Regions from separate parts of the Mus musculus genome. Here region 2 is linked to region 1. The links are chromatin contacts, called in public HiChIP or PLAC-seq maps. All regions are on one chromosome and are shown on one strand. The core of a region is the stretch at or near the end of the contact, and the rest is flanking DNA. Distances in the headings are between cores, read along the strand shown.

Evidence for each region. HiChIP or PLAC-seq counts read pairs in DNA pulled down with a chosen protein or histone mark.
Region 2: a contact with region 1 is called in a FOXA1 HiChIP or PLAC-seq map of pancreatic cancer cells. The contact joins two enhancer-like sites. A contact is called at or near these places in 1 of 484 Hi-C or Micro-C datasets (nephron progenitors) and 3 of 115 datasets of contacts at active chromatin or transcription factors (embryonic stem cells, fibro-adipogenic progenitors and pancreatic cancer cells).

The regions. Positions count from the first base shown.
Region 1 is chr2:117,665,046-117,671,528 of GRCm38.p6, reverse strand. No RefSeq gene overlaps it. Among named protein-coding and RNA genes, the nearest start is that of Gm32210, 37 kb to the left of the region's middle. Within about 2 kb of position 3,173, at least 38 of the 459 cell types and tissues checked have an H3K27ac peak or open chromatin away from gene starts, as enhancers often do. A contact at or near this core is called in pancreatic cancer cells, where this site is marked.
Region 2 is chr2:117,924,604-117,931,086 of GRCm38.p6, reverse strand. The region is part of intron 8 of Gm13986 (predicted gene 13986); the gene reads left to right. Among named protein-coding and RNA genes, the nearest start is that of 4930412B13Rik, 110 kb to the right of the region's middle. Within about 2 kb of position 2,431, at least 11 of the 459 cell types and tissues checked have an H3K27ac peak or open chromatin away from gene starts, as enhancers often do. A contact at or near this core is called in pancreatic cancer cells, where this site is marked.

The DNA.
Region 1 (6,483 bases), core at 1,924-4,423:
TACAAGAAAGTATACATTCTCCTACAGCTTTAGACGCAAAGGCAAACATAGGGTGTAGACATGTTTCCAGAGTGGTTCAAGGCTCGAGTCATCTCGCATCTGTCCTTGGCTGGAGCTTTATTTTCTCAGACTCAGTTTGGGCTTCATATTCCAGCTACAAGCCTTTCCCCTGTAAAGGGATGCAAGGAGGCTTGCCACCAGCCACTAATGTAGAAAGCAGCTGTTTCTAGGGAGAAGACAAACCACCCTCCTAACTCCCGCATTGCCTCTCCATCCCACAAGGACAACAAGCACCCAGTTTATGCACGAAGGAGAAAAAAGACCTCCTGGTTGTTGCTTGGGAAGCCTATTGGAGAGGAAAAAAGTCTCTATAAGGATTTTGTGGCTGAATTTTTCCTTTAAGTGATGGCTTGAATAAATGATGATTTAAAATTAACGATCAAAATTGTGAGTTGCATGGGTAAATTTATTCAGAGTTCTCTAGAGAAACAGAATGAACATGAATTAAGGAGAGATTAATTAGATTGCTTTACATAATACAGCCTGAGTCTGGAAAGTCTAACAATAGCTATCTTCATAAAAAGAGACAGAACCTGGTAACTTCTCAGTCTATAAGGTTGGGTGCCTTAGCAGTCCCCTTCTGGTGTTGAAGGCCTGGTGATTCCTGGGGAGTCACAGGTCTCCAGCCCATGTTGGAAGTCCGAGGAAGATAGGTCTGGTGTCGGAGAATGGCAGCAGCAGAAACACCAGGACACGTGGACTTGCCAGTGAGATGAGAAGGCAGGGAGGTAAAGCAAAGCTTTTCTCTTAAACCCCCTTTGATCTCGGCTGCCACTGGAAGGTGCCATCAAAACAGTGGGTTTTCTCATTTCAAATAACCTGATCAGAAAACCTGCCAAAGGTGTTTCTAGGAGTTTGCTTTTTAGCTGATTCTAGACCCAGTCCACTTGACAACCAAGAGCAAACTATTACACCGAGTTAGTGAACCTGTGGAGTGAATGAGCTGAGCATCCTCTCTCTGGGAAATTTTCTCTAAGAAGACTACTTTCCATGATTAACAGTGTAGCTATTACATATTCCATAAGTGTCGGACACTGCTGAGAACTTGGACTTGGGATATGGACCTCTAAAGACTAAGAGTTACTACTGCAGTGACCATGAACAGAAGGACTTCTTTCTCCTTGATGGGTAGGGTGCACACTGTGAATGAACACACTACCTTTAAAGCAAGTCCCCGGTACACTATGGCTGAGGTGATGTCCAATAACTTTTGCTAGTCTCACCTGTCCCCTAAGAGTAAGATCTCAGAAGAAGGAAGCAGGGTTAAGAGAAGGTGAGGGCAGGGACTTTTAGCAAACACCATAAGCAACTCCATAGCTTTATTGATGACAAAGCCTGAGAGACCCTAGGCCCAGGGAAGGACACTTCATTCTGTTAGGCTCTGTCAGGTTTCTGAATATTCTCCATGCGAAGACAATGACAGACTTTTCAAAGATTATGTCACAACTAGGTAATGTCTTATTTCAGCAAATAGAAAGGTAGGTTTACTGTCTATTGAAAAAAATAACACGAGTTGCTCAGCTCACGATGCCTCGTCCATAACCCAGCACTGTGTGGGAAGCCATACTAGCTGTCTGTGTGTCACTCTTGGTGAACTGAGACAGGAGATGCTGGCATTGCAGCTCCAGATACTGGAGTGCACATGCATGTGTGCATATGTGCATGTGTGTATGTCTATGTGTGTGGGAGTGTGCATGTGTGTTAAATTCCTTTGTCAATGAACCAGAGAGAAGTCTCATATCCTTTATTGGAGTCTATGAAACTGTGGGAATGTAGCTTGTGAGTTTGAAAGTAGTCTACTGTCTCTGACTTCCTACTGCTTTCTAATTGAAGATCAGAGTCAACAGTGCCTACTAGAAATTGCCTCTCAGATTCACTTTCCCCATAACTGTCCTTTATCCATTGCTCCTCCACTTTTGCATGCCCTTGTTGGCCAACAGTCTATAGATAGAGAAAATGGATTTGTCAATGTTTTCACACCAGCGGCTACCAACTGTTCCCAGAGAACTGTAACTGACTTCATTTGGCCCACAGTCTTCTGAATCTATCTGTATTTACAGGTAAACCTATGTTCAAATTATAAAGAGTATATTTCAATAAGTCATGTACATAATCATAAAATCTTCATAAATATGTTTTCTTTCAAACAACTTATTAAACTTATTGGTGACAATTAATTAATTCTATACTTAGATTCATGAATGTCTCCACATGCCTTCAATTTTCTTTCCCTTCTCTATTCTTCCATACCCACTATAGCACAGATCTAGAACAAAGACAATTGAAGCATCCCTAAATTGGAAGGCAGGAAGATAATAAAAATATCTAAAGTTTAAAGGAAAGTACATTTGGTGGAATGGTCATTAGAAAATTCTAATGTTCAGCAAGTCAGTTTTAGACGCAAGGCTCAACAGTCTCTTTTCTCACCCCTGCCCTGGCCTTGTTGATGTTGAAGTGTCTTTCTCCCATTTCTGCTCCTGTCTGTCTCTCTGATGAGTTCTTGGGGAAGAGACACCACTTCATGTGCTTCTGTATGGCTCATTGTACAGATTGGCTGCTTATAGCATCTAACTGTCCCCAAAGGAGAAGCTAGCTGAGTTCTTCTAGGAAGAAATGCAATATCTTACAACGTAATAGTATAAGATGGAAACCTTCCCAATTCTGATGCAGTATTCCTAAAAGCTCAATTCCCTCTACTAGGAAAAAATCTCATATAAATTTCAACTATTTGATTTGATCTTCTTGTTTACTAATTTCTGAAACTACTAAAAATACATCTCATTTAAACCAATCAAAATAAAGGTTCCTGTAAATATCACAGTGCTATTTAGGTCTTATGGAAATGGAGCTCCAGTCTTCGTTGACCCATTTTCCTGTGCTTAAGAACATCTTCCAATCATGCGCTCCTCTAGCTTAGTTGTTTATTAGTGATTTTAATGCCTTTGTTTAATTTTAATAATAATTTCTAAGGGATGATTCCTCATCCAAGTCCCAAGTTCTCATACTGATGTCTGCTCTTTTTATCTTTTCTGAGAGGGAAAAGAGACCAAGAGCTGACACACCAAAGCCTGGCAACCACAAAAGGGCTGGTCTGGCTACTGCAAGCCAGTGAGTCACTGTGAAGAGATCCCTGGGGCCCAAACTTACTGGCCAGCTAGCTCAGGCAAAGAACCTCAGTCTAGCTAGCTAGTGGGAACAACTAACCAGGCTGCAGTAGATTGATTTCAGTGGTTTCCTTATTTTCTCCTAGAGCTACCCTTTGACAGGATGCTAATATTTTATAAGCCTAAAGTCTATGATTTTTATTAGATGGATACCATTTTTCCCAGCATGGATTAAGACAAGTCTACAGGAAATTCGGAGCGCTCTCAACTGATTGTGTAAGCCTTGTTGTGCTTGGTTTATGATCCAGGCCGGCAAGATTAATAAGTGTCAGTTAAATCTGTCTCCTCCTTAATTTATCTTGTTTATCACCCCCATGAGCATATACTCTTTTCTAGGTTCACTGGTCAGGTATTTTTGTCCTTGTTGTTATTGACAAGCTTGAGTCGTCTGAGACAGGAAACCCAACAAAGAAAATGTCCTCATCAGATCGGCCTGAGGGGCATTCTCTGAATTGTTGATTAATGAGGAGGTGCCCATCTCACTGTGGACAATGCCATCCCCCCTAGGTGGTGGTCCTGGGTGTATAAGAAAGCAACCTGAGCAAGCTGGGAGGAGCAAGTCAGCCAGTGGCATTTTTCCATAGCTTTGGCTTCCGTTTCCTGCCTCCAGGTTCCCTCCTGTCCCAACTTCCTGCCCTGGCTATCTTTCACGATAAACTAAAAAGTGTGAGATGAAATAAACCTGTTCTTCACCAAGCTGCTTTTAGTCATGATGCTTACCTCAACAACAGGTAGCCAACTCTAAGACTTTAGGTATGGGTCCTAGTTCCTGTTTCTAGAAACAGTCTGATTATCTCGTCATTGCTTTATATAGATAGTATTCTTTGAGTAAAATAACAGTTGAAGCTGTGAGAAAGCTTTAGGCTCTAGGAAGGAATAAAAAAAATCAGTTTATTCCTCTAAAAGTTAAAAAAAAAATCTCCCTTTTTTTCCTGATTGGATTTTGACTCCATGACTCCATGAGCAAGAGTTATTGAAGTATGGTGGGTGAAACAGCCCCTTTGTTTCTAGGTAGGCAAAGATTTTTGAGCTTCTGTAGGAAGAGGAGCGAACTCTTAAATCCCAGTAGGTGTCTGAGCAGGTGTCTCTCCACAGCAACCCCTGAAGGAACTCAGCTTTTCTTGTTCCTTTCTGCATATAGAGACACTCTGCTTCTCTAACATCTTTGGTCAGCTTGGTAGCAATAGAGTTGCCCAAAGTCCGATTACACTTCGAGGCCAATTCAGCCTCCTCTGGTGGACATTTCAGAGCCACTGACCTTGTTTTCTTACTGAAAGTGAAGTCTAAAACTCTGAGTCAAACCAATTCCTGGGAGTGTTTTTCTGAAGCAGCCTCTTGGAGCATCTCTTACACCTGCACAGCATTGCCTTACCCAGTGCTAAGAATAGGAAGCCAAGCTCCACATGAACACTGGGCAGAGAAAGAAGGCAGGGGAAACAGAAAGGCCCTGGTGCTATGTCTTAATGCCAGGGCACACAGGGTGCCCTGAGGCATCCAAGGAAGGTGTGACACTGTTTACCAGGGAGAATGGCTGCTGCTGCTGCTGCCTGGCTCCCTACGCCCTGTCTGGCCTGTGAAATTTGATCTAAGTCACAGGAGGCAAAAACATATTAGTCTGACCACAACTCACATTCCGTAGGAGGAAACAGGATTAGAACATTGCTATTCTTGCCCAATGCTGCTAAATTTAAGTCAGTTTAACTGTCCACTGCAGTCTTTTCTCCAAAAACCAAAGGCAAGCATCATTTGGTTCGAACCTAGAGGTGAGACACTCTGAAGGACTGGTTTCAGCTTTGAAGTGGGTGAAAGATGAGAGGGTACACACAGCCCTGATTTCACAGCCAGAGAGGCCAGGCCAGTAAACACCTTCACAAACGACTCCGTTTATCCATTCCTTACAATCAGCTAAGGGAACTGCGTTATATATAACATAAAGATGAATGGAGCACAATTGCATCCCATGAGAGCCAGGCACACCATAAACAAGAGTGACAATTCTCCATCAGATGGTATGTAGCACACTAGGAAACCTTCTCTTTCCTTCGTTTCTGGACCTTTCCTCTGCTACTTCTACCTCCAGTCTAGCTTTGTTTTCTGTTAACATAGGGATCCCCAGTATGTGAAAGGGAGCTTGTCTGACAACCTTCCACATTCAGGAGGCTCACCAGGTGAGACTTGGAAGCTCCTCCCAGGAAATGTGACAACTCTACAAGTGCTCTCTTCTGATTTAGCTCTGTATATCCATATATCCATCCTTACACTACTCACTTTTACTATTTTGAATCAACTTTATGTTTAATTTCATTAAGATGCCACATTTGAACTCTTTTCTTTCTTCTATCATGTGGAGATTTTAAATGAATTATATAAGCAATCACATGGCTAAGGACTTATTTCTATTGATCTGACAAGGTCTCTGGTTGATACTTGGATGAAACATGGCTAGGACTGGTAGCTTTTAAAGATTATGCTTATAAATATATGTTATTTCTGATGGTCTACTAGTCTGAGGAAACCAAGTTCTTCTGCTTTTTTTCTCCTCCTCCTCCTCCTCCTCCTCCTCCTTCTATTCTTCTCCTTCTCCTTCTCCTTCTCCTTCTCCTTCTCCTTCTCCTTCTCCTTCTCCTTCTCCTTCTCCTTCTCCTTCTCCTTCTCCTTCTCCTTCTCCTTCTCCTTCTCCTTCTCCTTCTCCTTCTCCTTCCTTCTCCTTCTCCTTCTCCTTCTTTGGTTTCATGTATGTGAGGAAGCCAGATTGAGAGTATAAGGAACAGCCCTGAACTTACTCTTTCCCTATCCCCAAATATCCAATGTCATGCAATAAGGGGGCCCCGGAGTCATATTTGGGGGGGGGATTTTTCGAGACAGGGTTTCTCTGTGTAGTCCTGGCTGTCCTGGAATCACTTTGTAGACCAGGCTGGCCTTGAACTCAAAAATCTGCCTGCCTCTGCCTCCCAAGTGCTGGGATTAAAGGCGTGAGCCACCATGCCCAGCTGAGCGTTATTTTTACTTCCTTCCTTCATCCACCCTCAGCATAGGAAGGAGATACCATCTTTTACCTGTGATGTTATGTACCCCCTCTCTCTCCAATACCAATGGCTGTTGCTATGAATTGACATCTTGAAAAGCTCTTCCTTCCTTTCCATATATATGACCTCTTTCTAGAGAGAATAAGGGTCAACTAGCAAAAACTGATGAGAGACTGGAGAATTATAGTTAAGATTGGAATTTGAAGAGGGAAACTTGAGAAATGACCACTTAG
Region 2 (6,483 bases), core at 1,182-3,681, 260 kb before region 1:
CTGTCCTTCATGCTGTGTCCTTTACTGAATATGCCTAGATGAGCTGATGGCCATGTTCCTTCCTATACATTGATGTCCCAACTCTTAGGTTTGTCTAGCACAGTTAATATGGAGAAATATCAGAGATAACTAACTCTGAAAAGTTGTGACTTAAGAAGTTGCTTGAGTGCCATCCCTTCCACCTTCCCCGTACTCAATATTGTGTCCTCTCCCTGCTCAGCATCTGAGGCCTGTTTGCTGAGCTAATGAAAGGTCACATGGGCATCCATAAAGGGCTGTTTCTTGTGGGAAAAGAAATGCATGACAGGCCTTCCATTTCCTCAGCTCTTCTTACCAAGATAAATCTCAGACATAAATGTCAACCCAAACTTCCAGCCATTTTGGTGACTCATCACCTCCTCTACCTCATACTCCTTGGTCTCCAGCATCAAATATGGCTTGGTATATCTTCCAGAAACTGACAACCACATTCTTACAGAGCTAGTAGTTCCCGTTAATGTGGCTGTTGATGAATTCCTGACCTGCCCACTGCTGCTTCCCGTCAGAGAGATGTTCAAAGCCCACCATCCTCTGTCTCGGGAAGGCTGGTCCTGGTGTTTTCTCTTGATTCCTCTACAGCTGCAGAGAAAAGCTGTTGGGACTTGAAGAGCTGCATATGCTGACATGTTTAGAATTAGGTTATCACTCTCTGGAAAGTTTTGCGCTGCGTTTAAGTTCATGAAAAGTCATGTTTTCACCACCTCAGGGGGCCCAACGCAAACATGTGGAAGATTTCTGCCCGAGTCTGTTTGGAAGCTTTGGATGGATGAAAGATGCGTGGATTACAGCCTCACTACTGCTGAGTCTGTATGGGGAGGTGGCTTTTCAGCACACGTGTGCATGCTCACACACACACAAACAATCACACAAACACACACACACACATACACACACACACACACATGTACAGACATTCAACCTCAAGTATACAGATGGTGGAAATGAAAGCAACATTTCCAGACAGAGGTCAAGAGATATTACTAAAATGTATTCTAATGTAAAAATAACTAATGAACATACATCCTCATTGCAAAGTTATAAGCTTTACTGAGTCAGTTTTTATGTAGACAGAGGGAGCTGCCTTTGGTTCACATTTGTGATAACATGGGGTGGATATGTTAATGCAACCAGCTTTCTTCAGTCTTGCAGTAAAACCTGATCCAGGAGAATGGAAAACTTTGGCCCATGTTTTAATGACTAGGCTATAGATGAATAACATTAGGTTTGTATCCAAATTATGCCACAGTAAGTACTTTTTCAGCAAATGCCAAGTCAAATAAGCTCATGATATGAGCTTTGTCATGATAGTCTTGCCTCATAAAGAACTTTCTAGAAGCTTCTTTAAGCTGTCTGGACTTACTGGTTGGAAATTATTGCACAGGTGGCTCTTTGGCCAGACCATATTAGGAAAGTTATTTACCTAAAATTTATTTACTTGTAACAAAAACAAGACCGAAAATGGCCCCAGTGCCTGGGGGCAATTACGCAGGAGACAATCCATGAAGAAAATGAATCCTTCCTTTTATCATCTCTGGGCTATAACGGAAATGGCCTGGAACAGCGCCTGTGATGCCTGCCAGAGCAGAGGGAGCGTGAGACTTGTTCATTGTTAAAGAACCTCCTTGTCTGGGTGTCTGTTTTTATTAGGAACCATATATTTATCTTACATGAACTTATAACCCAATGATAAACGACCTGGCTGCTAAACTGATTCCCTAGCCTAAGTCTTTCCCTCAGGCTAGCGATGAATAGGCCTGTCTCTGCTGCCCATTTAATCCTGTGGTCTCCCTCACTATGTGCTGTGTTAAGGACCCTTTAACTCTAGTTTGAGCACTTGTGACTAACTGATGGGAATGGCAAAGGGGTAGAGAGTGAAGGTCCCCAGCAGGCCTGGCCCATGTTTCAGCTTTCTATGGCAGATGAGGCTCTGTGGGTTTTGCCCGGTAAGTGCAGTGCCTTCCTGTATCTTCCAGAGATGTTGGTGTGCTCTGTGCCACTGTGCCTCACTGTATGAGGTTCCCAAACATCATAAGAACTCATAGGAATCCTAAACCATGAAAGCTGAAGGTAACTTGAATACACTTCACTCTTGTTTCTTTGCAGGTAGACTCAGGTCTAGCTCAATTTCTAGTCATCTTCTCTACTTGGACTCAGAGAGATCTACAAGGATTGTATGCTATTTTCTTCGCCTAGAACACACTTCCAGAAGTTCTTCTCATAGCTGCACCTTTGCTTTAGTCAGACTTCAGGATATTTTGAAAGCCTCTCCCCAACAAAGCAGGCTCCATGGTGTTTGCTGAGTTCTGAACAGAGCACTTATCACAGTCAGTTATCATATATGCCCAATGGATTGTCTTTCTTCCCCAACACAGAGCAAATTTTGTGAGAACAAACACTAAATCTTTATTGCTCTTTGCTGTATATATCTTACCCTGAGCCTGTAGTTGATAACCTTATTGGATAAAAGAATGAGTCAGAATTTGAAAATGACCACTGGTTTTTCTCAAAAAAGGAAAGTAAAAAGCTTTGATCCTCTTCCCCTGTCAACTTATGTGTGGATTGGTATCAGCAGAAGGAGAACTAGAAGGTCCTTCCAGCAGGATTTTCATTATTATCCAAGAAAAATATTAGTAGGCTAAGCGAACACCTTTGTGTTGCGTCAAGACACGCCTGGCTGTCCCAGCACTTTGCCAACACTTCCCACTCAGCCTGGCCTATTAGAGCTGACTATAGAATTATTGACACATCGTTTACCTCCTGGCACCTTCTCAGCAAGGATTAATCATCCCCAGGAGACTTGTTTATACGCTTGATTGATTTTGATAGCTCACTGTGCCAGGCCCTTAGCATACAGCTCAAGGAAGGCCAGGACCCTTGCTACCCAATTTGCTCTCTCAGCAGTGCTAATTTAGGACTTGGCAGTTGCATTCTACCCAATCTTACTAAACTACTTACTAAACTCCTACACCGTGGCTCACACTAAAGTAAGCAAATGGACAAGTGAATCACGGTAAAGCAAACAAGATCTTATGTCTCTAGCATATATACACATATATGAAAATACATAGCTTTTCTACTTTGCTTTTCTGTCATTGTGATAACACACTAATCAAAACCAAATTGAGGAAGGAAGAAAGGGTTTATTTGGCTTGTAATTTACAGTCTGCCATCAACTTTAAAAAGCCCATCACTAGATGGTCACAATAATGGTAGAACTTTGGGTCCTTGAATAATACTTAGAGAGACCTTGCCACTGCTTAGAAACAGTGTGTGTGTGTGTGTGTGTATGCATGTGCTAGAAAACTAGCATTGAAACAAGCATGCTCTAGATGATTAGCTACAGAAATTTAAAAAATAATTGCAATAAATAAATAAATTAGACAATGTTCTCAAAGACAATTGGTGGGAACTCAGCCATCACTTCAGGCTTCATAGTATAAAACGAAAGCAAGGAATTTAAGATTACAGAGAAGAAGTAATTACTAAAGATCACAAATTCAATTCACCTTAGAACAGGAGTTAACCATCTGATATTACTCCATGGCCTCTGTTTCCCCTCTGGAGCAACTATGTTGATACCAACTACTGCTCAAGGGTAGCCTATTGACCTCAGTGAGACTATACCACAGACAGATATTCACATGCAAATCACATGGTGAATTCCATATTCATTGCTGGACTCTGTCAGCAGCTTCTTTGTAAATATCATAGCAAGAAAGATCTGGAACAGCTGTGTGATCTGCATTTTATGACATAAACAGGGTTTTATAGAAAGAAGTGCATTCAGTTTGGAGCGCAGTCTTGGAGTGCAAGGCTGTAGGCCCAGAAGCTCAGGGTAGGCCATGGCTGCTAGCAACTTACTGGCAGAGTGGGGTCAAACTGAGCATGAGCAAAGGAAGCTAAGAGACTGTTGGAGAAGTGGGATAAGGAAAGGGCAGATGGACAGAGTCTCAGATTATAGTTACAGCTATCTCAAATCTTTTGTTTGAATTGATATACAAGGTAGCTAAACATAAACTCCATGCTATAAAGCAGTCAAGTAGACTACTTTTTCTTGAATGTACTCAGACATATGCCAGTCAATGACAAGTTTTAAGTGTTCCACAAAGACTCTTCAAATGAAATCCTGGACTTGACACAATGGCTGAGTCTTCTGCTTTCAGAAATGTAGAGTTCTGCACCTTTGTTTACTTTTGTTTAGACATGTGTAAATCTATACCCGATGTCTTTGCTTGCTAGCTGTCAAGTACTATTATGTGTTCTTATTCTGTAACTGTTTTTCAAAATTAGACACATTCTAGAAAGTTCTGGTTGTTGCATTAACTCCCACTGTGGCATTGACAATGTTTGAGATAGGCCCTGCTCCCTGTAAGGATGGTAAGTCAACTAATGGGGAGGGCTAGAAGAAACACTGACTTGGAGTTAGATTTGAGTAAGGTGGTACTTTACAGTATAACACTTCCAACCTCACCCAGCAAAGCTTTGACTTGAAGAGAGGAGAAAAAATTGTGCTTTGTTTCCCGAAGGTACTGTGTGTCAATATCTTATTCTTTTGATTGTGGAGTGATTCATTTGTTATCTGTGAATGCTGGGGAATGGACCAAATAAAGGAAACAGTGGTTCTGAGTTGTTAAATATGAAGGATAGATCTTCTCAAGTCTTGGCCAAGATCAAGCTGACTTTTAGCCCATTGTGCTACCTGCCACTGCTTTCTCCAAATCCTGACCTTGCTCCCAAGAAGGAGGAGTATGCATTCACTGCCAGAGGCCAAGCCAGTATCACACAGGCAGAGAGGCTTGGAAATGGTACCACCCACACTATCGTGCACGGTTAACATATTTCTAAGACCACAACTCAATGCCAAGGGCAACCATTGTTCTTGACATCTGCACAAGTGAACGAGGAGGACCACATTGTCACTTTGCTAGGAGGACTGATCTCAGAGCTCACTGTGAGCACTATGCTTCCAAAACATGCCTACCAGCTCCTCAGAACATGTAGAACTTTCCTCTGAGGGGCACCTGAAAATGTCAGCATGGTTGAACTTGGGGTGAGAATCATAGAAAAGTGGGTGTAGGTAATGCTGTGTAAGCATTTCTAGTGGCCAGTTGCTCTCCAAAATGTATCTTTCCTGTGAATGTTTGTCTTGACCTGTTCTGTCGGAGGATGACGTTGGTTAGGAGGGAGAGACAGGAGTGAAGTGGGAGATCTTAGAACTCAGATATAATTAATGGGATTTTTTTCCCACATTGCAAATTGCTTAGAAAGTTAACAAGTTGCATAGAAGAAAAGGGGAAATGTCTTTGTGCCTAAGCTGTGTCATTGTCATGTTGAGCAAAGTTGAGTTTCGTCAGTCTCGAGGAGGTGCACAGAAAGTCAGTCTTGAGTATGAAGCAAAAGAGGAGCCCTCCTTGCACCTTCTGAGTTGCCACATACACATCCTTCTCTGCCCCTCACACAAGCTGAAGCACCGCACCATTGGGCAATGGCCTTTGCGTATGTTAAGCCATATTAGTCATTTTGAAATTACAAATTTAATAGATAACATCTGCGTCAACATCTGTTTTGAACCTTCCTGTTTGGTCCAGTCTTTGGACAAGGAGTTGTTCTTTTGAGCTGGTAACATCCAAAGTATGCAGATAGACATCTAAAGTGATTTTCACCTAATTTACTTTCAAAGATTGATTAAAAAACAAAACAAAAGGCAAGTTCATTCTCCCACCCTACCTCCTGGCAAAGCTCTCCTGACTTTCCGGGGCACAGACTGAGCCTGAGAAATTGAGCCCAAAGGCATAAAATGCTTGTGGGAATTATGAGCAGATGGAGAAAGGGTATTACTTTTAATTAGGGGCTTATTTGGAATGGAAATCCGTTGTAATCTGAACCACCCTGTAGCTGTGGTGGACACTGAAGAAGCGAACAACGAGAACCTGTGCTGGAATGTAATCTGAAGTACAACTCTGTTTTCCACGCCCCCATTGTCTAGGTAACACTGCATGGGAGTTCTCAGATCAAGGGCAGGAGCATTGTGTACAAGGTCCAATGATGGGGATGAAGAGAGCAAAAGTCTCGAGGGAGAATGGGTCACAGTGGAACAGCAGGATGCCTTTGGTCTATATTGAATGTGTGTTTCCTTGGAAACCTCCTCTAGCCATTTTCTGCCAGTTAGAAGCCATTTTCCTTGTGTGTTTCATTCTAATTCCTGATCATGTTACATTCCAGGAATGTCGTATATTTACACTTAGAAATTGTTCCTCTCAACTCCTTTAGTAACCCCATCACATAAACAAGCCATACTTGTGAGCCCCTTCATAAAGCATACATCGTTCCCATCTTAATGGTCACTTGACTTTCTTGATCTATGGTGCTCATAGTAATTCTAGACCCCTAAATATACTTCACTTCACCAAACAGGGCTTTTCATGCCTACTTTTGACTCTTCTG